Regions from separate parts of the Mus musculus genome. Here region 2 is linked to region 1. Evidence: chromatin contacts called from public Micro-C data. All regions are on one chromosome and are shown on one strand. The core of a region is the stretch at or near the end of the contact, and the rest is flanking DNA. Distances in the headings are between cores, read along the strand shown. Region 1 overlaps Ift122 (intraflagellar transport 122). Region 2 holds the start of Plxnd1 (plexin D1).

What was found. Hi-C and Micro-C count contacts between places; a contact is called where the count stands out from the background.
Region 2: a contact with region 1 is called in a Micro-C map of embryonic stem cells, with 2.8 times the contacts expected there. The contact joins the promoter of Plxnd1 here to the enhancer-like site in region 1. A contact is called at or near these places in 28 of 39 promoter capture datasets (the 3T3-L1 cell line, 3T3-L1-derived adipocytes, the C10 cell line and 17 more), 6 of 15 datasets of contacts at CTCF or cohesin (the G1E-ER4 cell line, the NIH/3T3 cell line, embryonic stem cells and 2 more), 159 of 484 Hi-C or Micro-C datasets (2-cell-like embryonic stem cells, the 3T3-L1 cell line, 3T3-L1-derived adipocytes and 89 more), 41 of 115 datasets of contacts at active chromatin or transcription factors (the 230-238 cell line, the HPC-7 cell line, the SCID.adh cell line and 26 more) and 4 of 9 other capture datasets (adipose tissue, embryonic stem cells, liver and 1 more).

Annotation. Positions count from the first base shown.
Region 1 is chr6:115,884,754-115,891,106 of GRCm38.p6, reverse strand. Ift122 (intraflagellar transport 122) reads right to left here. Exons shown (of 29, transcript NM_001167763.1): 9 at 4,007-4,198; 10 at 3,742-3,880; 11 at 2,184-2,386; 12 at 506-643. Among named protein-coding and RNA genes, the nearest start is that of Ift122, 34 kb to the right of the region's middle. Within about 2 kb of position 3,991, at least 67 of the 459 cell types and tissues checked have an H3K27ac peak or open chromatin away from gene starts, as enhancers often do. A contact at or near this core is called in the AtT-20 cell line, the Ba/F3 cell line, the C2C12 cell line and 22 more, where this site is marked.
Region 2 is chr6:115,992,311-115,999,397 of GRCm38.p6, reverse strand. It overlaps Plxnd1 (plexin D1), which reads left to right and starts at 4,393. Exons shown (of 36, transcript NM_026376.3): 1 at 4,393-5,909. The coding sequence starts at 4,593.

The sequences.
Region 1 (6,353 bases), core at 2,742-5,241:
AGCCCACATAGAAGTTTCTTATTTTAAGCAAAGAATGTAGATGAACACACAGAGAATCTGTTCAACTTCTTGTAGCCTAGATTTCCTAATCGATTTGTCCAAACAGTCCAGTTTCCTTTTTGGTTCTAGTAACACCCTAAGGACTAGCAGCATCTAGGCCCCAGACAGGAATACTGATTAATCCAGGCACTGCCTAATAAGGCTCTGACCTCGTGCACAATCTCCGCCTGCCTCTCCAGCAATCCACTAAAGCTGTGTCTCCAACAAATCCCACCTTCGGGGTGACCTTAAGCACACTGATCCCTGCTACGTGCAGCTTGAAAGCCATGGCACCCACTCTGCCAGGGGTGAGCATGCTGTGAGTCTGAGGGCCACAGCCATTTGGCCTGGAGCTGTCTTTATGAAAGCAAACGCCAGGCTGTCTACAACCCATAGCACATCATCCCAGACAGGAAACCCGTGCCTGCCCGGACAGCAAGCTCGATGGTAGTGCAGGAAGACTCACCTGGCCGTTTTTCAGGCCTACCAACAGACCTTCTCTTCCAGCAGGGCCACCGATCACCTTGATGTAGCGGATGAGAGATTCCATCTGCCATTCCCTTTCCTTCACTCCACTGAAGGACAGGCACTGTAGCCGTTTCTCCTAGGAGACATCCCAAGCTCAGCGTGGAGGGTCAGAGAAAGAGTGCTTGCAGCCCTCCTGGGGAAACCGTCCTACACCAGCAGTGGTGATCTAACGCTGGCTCTTCCCCGACCCTGCCACCACCAATCCACCACAAGCCGCCTCAGGGGCCATCTTCAACATGGGCCTCCAGAGCCAGCAGCAGGCCACCAATCCCCCACAACTCTTCTCTATTGTGGCAGCCCTAAGTGGCAAGAGGCTTGGGACCCTCACACAGGTTTTGATACTAGTTTTACACTAGAATGGCTCCTAAACAAGGTCTTCCTTTTTATCTTTTCTAACAGGCCTGGAAAGATCAGGTGCACCCACAGTAGTCTTTCCAAAACTCCTCGTGGCACTGACCTAGGGACTTTTAGAGATCTATGACTGGGGGAAAACTTTCCTTTTGAAAAACCAAACCAAACCAAACCCCTCTTAGAGTAGTGGTTCTCAATGTGTGGGTCATGACCCCTTTGGTATGCATATCCTGCATATACCAGATACTCACAGTAGTAAAACTACAGTTATGAAGTAGCATAGAAATAATTTTATGGTTGGAGGTTACCACAACATGAGAAATGGTCTCAGAGGGTCACAGCATTAGGAAGGTTGAGAACCACTGCCTTAGAGACTTTTTTTTTTTTTTTTTGGTGGTACAGATCTATAGTTCCAAGTCCTCTGGAGGCTGGGGCAGGAGCATTGCAAGTTCAAGACTTGCCTGGGCTACAGAATGAGTTCAAGGACAACCTGGTAAACTTCGTAAAACCTAGTCTTAAAAAAGGTGGTGGGGAGAGAAGCTTGGAGATATGGTTCCACTGCAGAGGGCTGTCCTACTGTAGGCAAGGGCCTGGGTTCATTCCTAGTGCCTCAAGAGAAGGAAGGAAGGAAGGAAGGAAGGAAGGAAGGAAGAGAGAAAGAGAGAAAGAAAGAGAGAAAGAAAGAAAGAAAGAAAGAAAGAAAGAAAAGAAAAGAGAAGAGAAGAGAAGAGAAAGAGAGAGAGAGAGAGAGAGAGAGAGAGAGAGAGAGAGAAAGAAAGAAAGAAAGAAAGAGAGAAAGAAAGAAAGAAAGAGAAGAGAAAGAGAGAGAGAGAGAGAGAGAGAAAGAAAGAAAGAAAGAAAGAAAGAAAGAAAGAAAGAAAGAAAGAGAGAAAGAGAGAAAGAAAGAAGAGAATTCTCTTAGGAGGTAAAACTTGCACTTATGAAAATGTACCCTAGATGAGTGACAGGTATGACACACGCCTTCACCTCAGCTCAGGAGGTGAACTGGGGGTCGTGAGCTTGAGGCCAGCCTGAGCAACTTAGTAAAGCACTATCTCCAAGCAAAGCTGCAGCGTGAGACTCTTTACAACACACCTAATGCCAGTGCAGCCACATGCTCCAGAGTCCACAGTCATCCCATCCGCAGACCTCATCTCTCTAAAGACAAGATTCAGCTAGATGCCAAGGACCGGCCACTGAGTTGTGACCATCTTCTTTCCCTGAGGTAGAGCCCTGCCCTGGGGGAGGAGGGATGAGCTGCCCACCTGGCACAGGATGATGTGGTCAGCACACACCACCAGCAGGTTGCACTCAAACTTCTTGACAATTTTCTCCTTTACCCGGTAGTGCATGTCTGTCGAGTCTTCAGAGTACAGCTCGTAGATGAGGATCTTCTCTGGCAGCTGGATAGCTAATCGATTTTTGTAGATGGCAATTTTCTTGACAAGCTCTCTGCACTTAATCCTAACTGTCAACGGAGGAAAAGAGACTCTAGCAAAAGGTTGTTAAGTAAGGTGAAAGGCAGAGAAATTAAAAGCCATCATTTATTTATTTAATGCTCCTGACAATTAAAGTGACACACTCTCGTTACAAAAATCTTTAACGGGAGCCGGAGAGACAGCTCAGTGTTCAAGAGCACTGCTGCTCTCTGAAGACCTGGGTTTCATTCCCAGTATCCATCTTAACTCCAGTTCCTGAGGATCTGTTGCCCTCTTCTGGCCTCCTCAAGTACTGCACACACATGGCACACAGACATGCAGGCACTCAGACATACACTTAAGAGTAAAACTAGGTCAGTCTGCTAACAACTCTCCCCAGAGCACCTGCCACATGGAGGCCTCTGTGCTGAGTGGGGTGCAGAGCTACATATGCTACCATTTCAGGGAGAAACAGAGCGGTCAAGCAGTCAATGCTACCGACACTTGTCCTGCATGGCTGAGGACATCTAGACTCATTCTGCACAGCAAAGAAGGCCCCTAGTGATCGGGAGCCCACCAAAATGACACATCTCATAGCCAGCCACACCCCTGCAACCTTCCCGACCACAGGGACTTCTATGTGGCAAGCTCTGCCTCTCTACAGACCAAGTGGGGTAAACACCATGGAGGATGTGCTGAGCTGTCCCAGTGGCTACATTCCTGCCACCTAGATGGAATTTCCAAAATAGATCTACCCTGGCAGGGACAAAAGAAGCCATCCTGAATCTACAGGGTGGTCCCCAACTGGAACCCCTATGCAAAGCCACCTGGCTATATCTGGTCAGCAGCATACAAATAGCATATGTGCTCAGCACATCCAGGGATGGACACCGCTGAGTGGAACTTGACCTCTTTCAGCTGCAGAGCTATTTATGTGAACAGAAGGGAACTGTCACATTTAGACTGGGCGAGGTTGGATCCCAGATCCCCTGACAAAGCCTGAGCCTATCTACTGCCCCTACAAGTCTAGTAGAAGGACCACCAAGAAGTGAGTAGAGGCTGAGGGGAAAGTATGCCAAAGTGGCTCTGACAGATATGGGTAAATGTCCACAAAGCCTCATGCACATCAGCCATTACAACTCTGACTTGTCAGCCTCCATGTCTCATGGAGTCCATTTTACACCATGGAATTATTTGTAAAATGTAAAGAGTTGGTGCTTTTAAAAAACAAAACAGGTTTTACTGCTTTTGCTAGATCCTCAAAGAGATCTTCATCCTCCTTCTACTGCTAGAAGCTAAAGCAAGGCCAGGGGAGATATTTCCTATTATTTCGAATGTGCTGTCCCTAGCCCAGTCCTCACCCCTTTTGCTAGTGTCTATAAGCAAGGGCAAGCTTGCCTCTTACCTTTCTGCTCTGTGATGAGGTGCTGCACGATGACGTCTGTCATGCTGTCCCTGTAGGCATACCGATCTTTGTAGAGCCCATGGACTGTGCTGAAGATGAGCTGGTAGAAGGAGATGGTGCCATCCTGGCAGCCGACCACCTGTGTACAGGAGAGCTGTCAATCTAGGCTGAGGGGAGGAGCCATCTCCCTTCCACCTATTAGGAGCACTGGCTGCCTGGGGCCTCCTCTAGCAATGCTCTGCAGGGTGAACTTCCTCTTACTCACCACATAATTGGAGTCAGGTTTCACTCTACAGGTCCACACCCAGGAGTTCTGCTCCCCAACGGTCCCCAGTCGCACTCCATCCTTGGTGAAAAGAGATACCTGCTTGTCTGAACCTCCCACCAAAATGTACTCTCCTTTAGTGAAGTAGCTGATGCAACAGGGGTCAAAGTTCAGTGGCCGATCCTTCCCAATCTGAGGAAAGAGAACATACAGCAAGTGAGACCAGTCTACAACCACAACCAGGAAGGGCTTCCTCGCCAACATTAGCCGGGTAGGGAGACCGGTAGGAAGGCAAGGGGGTGGGGGCTGCCTCTCCTGAGCTATTCCATCTCCTACGCAGGCCTCTCCACCTCTGGAGCCCACTCTTCCCCTCAACCCTGCCGAACCCTTGGCCCCTAAAGTCTGCCATGCCTGACCTAAGTACTGGGAAGTTAGCCAGCCCTCCTCAGCCATCCTGGAGGCCGGGGAGTCTTTCCCTCGCTCACCCAGCACACATGGCCGTCAGCCTACCCCAGCCTCTTCTCTGTTTATGTTCTGAGCTTATTCACTTGAAAAGACTGCCCTTTATTCTTTATTCAATTTAAGAAAAATGACCCTAAAAACCTAGTTTTTGCTTTAAGGTTTAGGGTCAATTTACAAATGTTTTCCTATTTATAAATCTAGTAAAAGTGAGCAGTCAATTGATGCTGACAGTTTAATGAAGGCAATTTGAACACATAAAACCACTGAAGGAGTCAGCTCCAACTGCAACTTAGTTAATTCCCTTCAACTAATTTAAACTGCAATTATAAATTTAGTATGTTCACTTTTCTTTCCTTTTTAGGAATTTCCAATGCCTAACAACCGAAAGCTTCCCTCCTACCTCCCAACGCTACAAAGTCTAATAAGAAAACCCTGGCACCTGTCATGGCATTGAGGCTGAAGCTACTGGCTGAGGCCTCGGACTCCTCTTCCAAGTAACAACCATCAACTCTAGACCAACTACAAGGACCAGCTGAAGGGACAAGTGACCAAAGCAGGCAGAAACTGAGCGAGGGGAACAGCCTCAGGCAAGAGGCTCTCAACACAGCTCCTTTTTGGATGGGCATAGAGTCTGAGATAGGCTGTTGTAGGTGAGGTGGGCTGTTGTAAGTGAGGTGGGTTGTTGTAGGTGAGGTGGGCTGTTGTAGGTGAGGTGGGCTGTTGTAGGTGAGATGGGCTATTGTAGGTGAGGTGGGCTGTTGTAGGTGAGGTGGGCTGTTGTAGGTGAGGTGGGCTGTTGTAGAAAGGAAGGCTAGAAGGAAGCATTCACACCCAAGCTCTGCTCACCACTGGAAACCTTTAGCTATGACCCACATGACTCACAGGTGAAGCCAAAGACCTGTTCTAGGATCTCAGCTGCTGCTCATTGAAAATACATAGCAGAGCACAGCAAAGCTAACCACCTGACCTCTCGCCCTCACTCTCTCTCTCTTCTTCTCTCCCTTCCCCACCCTCCACACTTGCCTTTAGGGGAACCTGAGAGAAATTAGTTTCTATGGTATACAATTTACAATTCCCGGAATATAATTTTTTTTAAAAAGCAGGGCAATATGGAGTTGGAGGGATGGCTCAGAGGTTAAGAGCACTAGCTGCTCTTGCAGAAGACCTGGGTTTGGTTCTCAGGACCTACATGGTAGCTTACTGACTAACTTGACAGACTTCTAGTATCTGTCTGGTCAGGTCCCAAACTAGCTGTGGTCACATTCTAAACCTGTTCTTAAGACCAGTGGCCTCTCAAGACCTCCGTTTTCTTACACGTTCAGCAATGGTGGTAGCAGTTCCTCTGGAGTAATTGGGGACTAAAAGAGCCTGTCCTGTACACAGCAAAACAGTATCTGCACCAAGGAACGCCACGGCCTCGTCAAACTACAAATGTCTAAAAAGCCAAAGTTACACAAATGTTACCTAAGCCTGACAAAAACTTTGGCTTTGTTTTAGCAATCCTTGTGGAAAAAATACTTCAAAACCAAGAAATAACTTCACTGTCCCAAACAAATTGGAGTTATCATCTGTACCATGGTTTGGACTTTAAATAACTCTCAGAAACTCTGTCAAAGGCTTAGTCCCCAGCTAATGGCATTATGGAAAGAAGGATAAAGTTTAAGGAGTGAGGCCTAGTTGAAAGAAACATGTCCCTGGACATGTCCTCTTAAAAGCATATTGCAGGGACTGGAGAGACCTGTTAAGAGCACTGACTGCTCTTCCAGAGGTCCTGAGTTCAATTCCCAGCAACCACATGTTGGCTCACAACCATCTGTAATGGGATCTGATGCCCTCTTCTGGTGTGTCCTCACATACATAAAGTAAATAAATCTTAAAAAACAAG
Region 2 (7,087 bases), core at 3,144-5,643, 110 kb before region 1:
CACCACAGTGTCTCTGGTGTCCTTGTAGCAGTCCTAGAACAGGCACAGTCAGACAGACCAGCCCCTCACTTGAGCCTCAGTTTACATAGAGACTATGATTGCCTAGGATCCATTAGGCACACAGTGGGTGTTTAACCTGCAGGCTTGTGGCTTGTGTGGTGCCTGCCTGTCTACCAGCTGCCCAGCCCAGCCTAGGCAGCAGACACTTGGTAGTGGCCTGCAAATGTGGGTGGGGACCCCCGGGGCAGCCCTGCCCTCATGGCTGCCACTGGACAGAGGCCTCAGTGTAAGCAGACCGGGAACCTTTCACAAGCCTAGACCCATGACGGGGTGTCTGAGAATGCTGCCATTATCCGATTCATAGAACACAAAGGGGCCACGTGGGGGCTCATATAGGCAAGGCGCCTGCCATGAGCCCATAAGGGCTCAGGGTCTTCACCCTGCCCTGTAAGTCCCCTGACCACAGAGGTCAAGGACATGCCCAGAGTTAGCAGAGGGCACTGACACACAGGAATGAGAACTATTTCCTCCAGCCCCACTGGACAACAATGAAAGAGCAAGCCTCTACTGGATCCCTAGGGGTTGGGGCGCCTAGGTAGCAGGGGAGGGACCCTCCAGAGACCAAGGAAGCAGGGGCTGATACATGACAAGCCCCTGTAGGACATCAGCAGCAACAGTGAGGTATGCCTCCGAACAGCTTTATCCGTCGGTCCCTTCTGGGAACCCTAAGGGGTCACAGTGGCAGTGGCCTGAGGATAAGGAATTGTACTGCGTGACATCAGGAGGCCACGGGAGCCCTCTTGAGCCTTGGCATCCATGAATGGTAACTGACATCCAGGCCCCAGATGACATCTGGCACACATATCTGCTGGGGCCTAGAAGCTCTCCCGAGGGACCAGGAGGAGTAGGGAGATGAACCCCAGTTCCAGAGGTGGCAGGTGGGCAGACCCCAGGCTTACCGGAGGCCAGCGGCTCCAACATGTGGCCGGCTTCGTTCCTCACAGCAGTGCTGTGGTTTGGAGTCCATGCCTCTCTTCAGATTTGAAACTGAAGCTCCTATCCCTGTGGTCACCAGGAGGTTACAGGCAAGGCTGAGGTTGGAACTTAGGGGTGTGAACTCCAGGGTGAATGGCAGAGGACACAGTGGCTAAGAGCTGAGTTGGGACACTGAGCAGGCTGTGCAGCTTCAGGCTTATGTCCCCACCTCTCTGACCCTTCCCGTCCCCATGCAGGCTCATGGTGAGGAAGGACTGGAAGGGCAGAGCCCCAGGTGGCTACAGGGCCCCTCCCCTGTTTTTCCTCTACTCTGCCTCCTCCAGCACTTTCCTGCCCTCCACTTGTGTGTTAGGAGTACTTCCTGCAGGGGGAACCTTCTCCAGTCCCCAGGCTGAGCCCCTCTTCCCAGACAGCCTGAGCCCCCAGTGTTATTGTTTCCAATTGAAGAAGAAAAACATTTCCTCCCCTCTGCCTCTCACCCCCTCCCCTCCCCTCCTCCCTCCCTCCCTCTGCCCTGCATTGCCAGAGGAGATTTGCAGGAGGCTGTATGCAAGGAAGCCCTGACCTGAGGAACACACTCACCCTGAGTCCCCAGCAGCCAGGGAAAGCTTCCACCCCCCCCCAACCCCCCGTCCCGACCAATTCCAGATCTGCACACCTGGACAGTGGCCATGGCCAGAGCCTAGGGATCACTTTTCAAGGCCTTCCCACAGGAGTTGACCAGGGACAACACCACATGCCAAGCTGGAAACCAGCTCCCCTAGCTGGAAGCAGGCAGGAACTTAAACGACGACGGTTCTGAGTAAATTCTAGAAGGTGTAAGCTTGTGGTGCTGACCGAGCTTGAAACCCTCTTTCTATTCGGCAGGGACAGTGACAAATGCTAGATGCTAGAGAGTCATTAAAGACGCGTTAGCCCCAGACAGAGACTTCTTGATGGAATCAGGAACCAGGAGCAGGAGGGGAAGGGCCCAGTCATCAGTCGCTGGCAGCCGAATGGCTGGATGTGGGTATAACTACCTCCGTCAGTGTGCTGGGTGCCATCTACCTGTCTCCCAATGGATACCCAATTTTATTTATTTATCCTGGGAGGACCCCCAGAATCTCAGCAAGGACTTCCCTCCCCACTCCCTCCTCACATCTCTGCCCACCCAGGAGTAACCTTGGTCTTAGAGAGAAAACTGAGTTCCAGTCCTATTGCTGATGCCTCAGTTTCTCCGTCTGTGAAATGGGCTCAGTGACCCCTGTTTTGTCTTCTGGTGCAAAGAAGGTTGTGAGATAGTGGTGGCAGAACTGTGGGTGGTGTTTACCCCCAGATAACCCATTAACTACTATGGGATTCAAGACATAAAACAGGCAGGAGCCATGATCTATTGCCTCCTCCTGCCCTTCCTCCCGACTTTAGCAGGGGCTGTGGGGCCATGACTCAACCTAGCAGTAGTGTGCTATTATATGGTCCACAGGAAACAGGCTCAGAGAGGGCAAGCACCTTGCTGGAGGCCACACTATAATTCCTACTTCAGTTTATGTGAATATATTCAGACCCTAGAATTCAGGTCCCAAACGCTGAAGGTGGGGTGATGGCAGAAATCTACCAGCTTAGCAGGAAGTTTGTCCACAATACACAAAACAATCCATCTGGCCAGCTAAACCGAGATGTCATAAAGCATTATCCTCGAGGCTCAGTGGGGGGAGCTGCAGGATGCGGCAAGAAAGCAAGAGAGGGACAGGAAGGAAGCAAGGAGGGGGTGGGGAGAGGATGGAGAATGAGACCAGAGATACTGTGTGAAGACAGAGGGTAGAGAGAGGGAGAGAGACAGAGAGGGAGGGCAGAGGAAGACAAGCCTATAATCTGTGCTGGGGCTGTCCAGTGGAGTGGAGGGCCTGTGGCTCACAGGGAGAGCATGACTCGGGCCTTCCCCAAACAGAGGTAGAGGCAAGTCCCCTGGGTGCTCAGTTGGGGGTGGAGGCAGGACATAAGTCTCCAATTTCCTGCCAAGGAACACTCCTGACCATCAAAGCCAAGGCCATGAATGGGCTGGAACATGGCAGGCAAGCCGGCAGGCAGGCACAGGGACAGGAAGGTTGGGGTGGGGGCCAGGGAAATGGGGATGGCTGGGCTCTGAGCCCTTGCTGCTGACCCTTCAGGCACAGGGAAAGCCCCTCCCCATCCTTCCTTCCTATCTGGTGGGAGCAAGGTCACCCTCTGAGAGAGGGCCACTAGGCCTCAAGTGACAGCTGCAAGCTGCTAGGAGACCCTGACTGAGAACTTGTAGCTGGAACTGTGGCTTCAAACAATGGGTCTGTGTCCCACCTTCCCCCTTAGCGGTGTATTTTGGGCTTTACTTCTGGGGCCTCAGTTTCCATGCACGGAAAGTGGGTTGAGTCTTTGTAAGGAGGTTAGCATTTGGTGTGGTCCTATGTGGGCACTCCCATGCTATGGAGAGGATCACCTGGGTTTCTATGACCTTAGGAAAATGACTCCTTGCCTTTATCCCAGGGCCTACCTGTTCCTTTGAAGGTCAAAGGAGTCCGGTGCCCAGTGCCAGCTCATATGTGGAATGACTTTAGGTTTCTCAGAACCTTGGCCTAAGGGCAAGGTCCTGGGGGTCTGCGGGGTTTGGCTCTATCCAGAAAGTAAGGCCCTGTGTCTGGTGTTCTGCTCAGCCCAGCCTGCCCTTGCAAGAGGAATGAACTTCCTCTCAACACAGTTTCCTACTTTTGCTGTGGGATTGTCAAGTTTGTCCCCGGAGCCTGCTGCTTGCAAACTCCTTTTACAGAGCAGTTCGGGGAACAGACCATAGGTTAGCCAGGGGCCTGATGTCCCTGGTCTGGCTGGTCTTTAGAGTGAGGCTTGGAGAACATAGGGGGTGTGAGCGGGGGGGGGGGGGGGCGGGGGGGGCGGGGAGGGGGACTGTGGCCAGAAGGGGCAGGCGGTTGAGGGGAAATGGAGGGCTTTAGGGGCAAGGAGAGGAAAAGAGTAGAGAGGGAGAGCAGCGGGAACAGAAAGAAAAAAAAAAAAAAGGAAACGCAGATGAGGGAGAGGGAGTGACGCGGGAGAGACACGGGGCGGAGTTGACAGGATCGGAGTAGGGGAGTCCGAGAGATTGAAAGAGCGAAACTCTGAGAGGCGGTGGAAGGCAAACGGGAGCCCAGAAACAGAACAGAGAAGGTACTAGAGCGAGGAGAAAGAGAGGAAGGATAACAAACAAGCGAGAGGAAGACATTCCAGGAGCTGGCCAGGAACCAGGAAAGAGGCAGGCAACTTGCGACTGCCCGGGTATCGGCCACCAGTGACCTCGGACCGCGGGGCGTGGCCCAGAGGCGTGGCCGGGGGCGTGGCCCGGGGCGAAAGGGCGTGGGCCAAGCTGCTGGGGCGGGGAGATGGGCTGTGGGCGTGGTCTCCACGGAGCCGCCCCCGGGCTGAGCGCCTCGCCAGAGTCGGGCCGGGGCGCCGGGGCCGGGGGCGGCAGGCGCGGGCAGGAAGCGCCTCGCGGCCCGGGCCCCCCCCCCGCCTCTCGCCGCCTCCGAGCTCCCGGCTCCCGGCCGCGCCGCGCCCCATGCACTCGCCGCGCCGCGCAGCCCGCGCTCGCCTGGATGGCTCGTCGCGCCGCGGGCGGCGCACCCCCTAGCGCCCGGGCCGCCGCGGCCGTCCCCTTGCGTCCGCGCCCTCACTCGCGGGGCCCTGGTCTGCTGCCGCTGCCTCTGCTGCTGCTGCTCGGGGCGGCACGGGCCGGCGCCCTAGAGATCCAGCGCCGTTTCCCCTCGCCCACGCCCACCAACAACTTCGCCCTGGACGGCACGGCGGGCACCGTGTACTTGGCGGCAGTGAACCGCCTGTACCAACTGTCGAGTGCCAACTTGAGCCTGGAAGCCGAGGCGACCGTGGGTCCCGTGCCGGACAGCCCGCTGTGTCACGCCCCGCAGCTCCCGCAGGCCTCGTGCGAGCACCCGCGGCGCCTCACGGACAACTACAACAAAATCCTGCAGTTGGACCCGGGCCAGGGTCTGGTGGTCGCGTGCGGCTCCATCTACCAGGGTCTGTGCCAGCTGAGGCGCCGGGGCAACATCTCAGCCCTGGCCGTGAGCTTTCCGCCTGCCGCGCCGACCGCAGAACCGGTCACCGTGTTCCCCAGCATGCTCAACGTGGCCGCCAACCACCCCAACGCGTCCACTGTGGGACTGGTGCTGCCGCCTACCTCGGGCACCGGGGGCAGCCGTCTGCTCGTGGGCGCCACGTACACCGGCTTCGGCAGCGCTTTCTTCCCGCGCAACCGTAGCCTAGAAGACCACCGCTTCGAGAACACGCCCGAGATCGCTATCCGCTCCCTGGACGCGCGTGGAGACTTGGCCAAGCTCTTCACCTTCGACCTTAACCCGTCGGACGATAACATCCTGAAGATCAAGCAGGGCGCCAAGGAGCAGCACAAGCTGGGCTTCGTGCGTGCCTTCTTGCACCCGGCGGTGCCACCGCACAGCGCGCAGCCCTACGCGTACCTGGCGCTCAACAGCGAGGCGCGTGCGGGCGACAAGGACAGCCAGGCGCGCAGCCTGCTGGCGCGCATCTGCCTGCCCCGCGGCGCGGGTGGCGACGCCAAGAAGCTCACCGAGTCCTACATCCAACTGGGCTTGCAGTGCGCGGGCGGCGCGGGCCGCGGCGACCTCTACAGCCGCCTCGTGTCGGTTTTCCCCGCGCGCGAGCAGTTCTTCGCTGTCTTCGAGAGGCCCCAGGGCGCCCCAGGTGCCCGCAACGCCCCGGCCGCGCTTTGCGCCTTCCGCTTCGACGACGTGCAGGCTGCCATTCGTGCAGCGCGCACCGCCTGCTTCGTGGAGCCGGCGCCCGACGTGGTGGCGGTGTTGGACAGTGTGGTGCAGGGCACCGGGCCGGCCTGCGAGAGCAAGCGCAACATACAGGTAAGCCATAGACCTGAGGGGCGTGTGCGGGGATACAGTATGCACGCAGATATCCCAGAGGATTGGTTACTGCCAGCGGTGCTGGCCCGGGAGCGTACTGGGTCACAGGTGCGCACACCTAAGTGGGGAGGTCTAGGTTGTCAAGGTACCCAGGTGTTCCCCGAAGACAGCGCACCTACAAATCAGCTCTGCAGGTGGGGGCCACAGGTGTGTGCTGAACTGAGAGAGGGGAGTGACACCAGGAGAGTGTTTAGGGAGAGTGCAGGTGCCCTTAGGACATACCTCTGCACCCTGGCAGATGTGTGATGGGTGTGGCACCTGGCACTGAAGATAAAGGGCATGTGGGTCGGAAGGGCTGAGTATGTGACAGGGACACCCATCGGAGATCCCAAGAGTGTAGACCTGCAGGGATGTAAACTCCCAGTGGGAGCCCGTGCCAGGGGACACTGTTATTTGGGAAGTGATTGGTTCCCTAGTGAGGCCACCTGGTTGGCAAACAGGTGTGTGCTCAAGGCCACCTCAACAAATAGCAAATGAGCAGCTAGCAGGTGGTGTGGCAGACCTGTGATCACAAATGCTGTGGGTTTTTAACTTAAGCCAGCCATTCTCAACATGTGGGTTGTGTGTGACCCCTTTGGAGCCAGACAACCCTCTCACAGGGGCTGCATTATCCTGCATATCAGATATTTACTTTGTGATTCATAATGGTAGCAAAATTACAATTATGAAGTAGTAACAATGAATTCATTTTATGGTTGGGGGGTGGTGGTCTTACCCAGCCTTAGAAAGGTTGAGAACCACAGACCTAGTGTGTGGTGTGTCAAATGTCTTCAGCAAGTGTGTTCTCATCCCTTTGTACATACAGATGAAGAAATGGGTGTAAGTTTTAAGGGATGCACAAACAGCTGAAAAGGAGCAGAGGTGGGGCTTGCTTGAACACAAGTTGTTTGGCCCCCTCATGTGTTCATGGTGCTGGGGCTTTGCGGCCTTACAGATGTGGAATGGGGGCATCCAGGCAGTCTGGCCGGACAAATGGAAGATGGAAAAGGAGTGAATCTTTGGTGGAGAACTATAGGGCTGAGGGTGAGGCGGGGCCTCAGGGTGGGCAGTAGCAAGAGAGCCAGGCTAGGGGATCCCCAAGTGAATTGGCCTTGGGTACAGCCAGTCCCCTCTAAGAA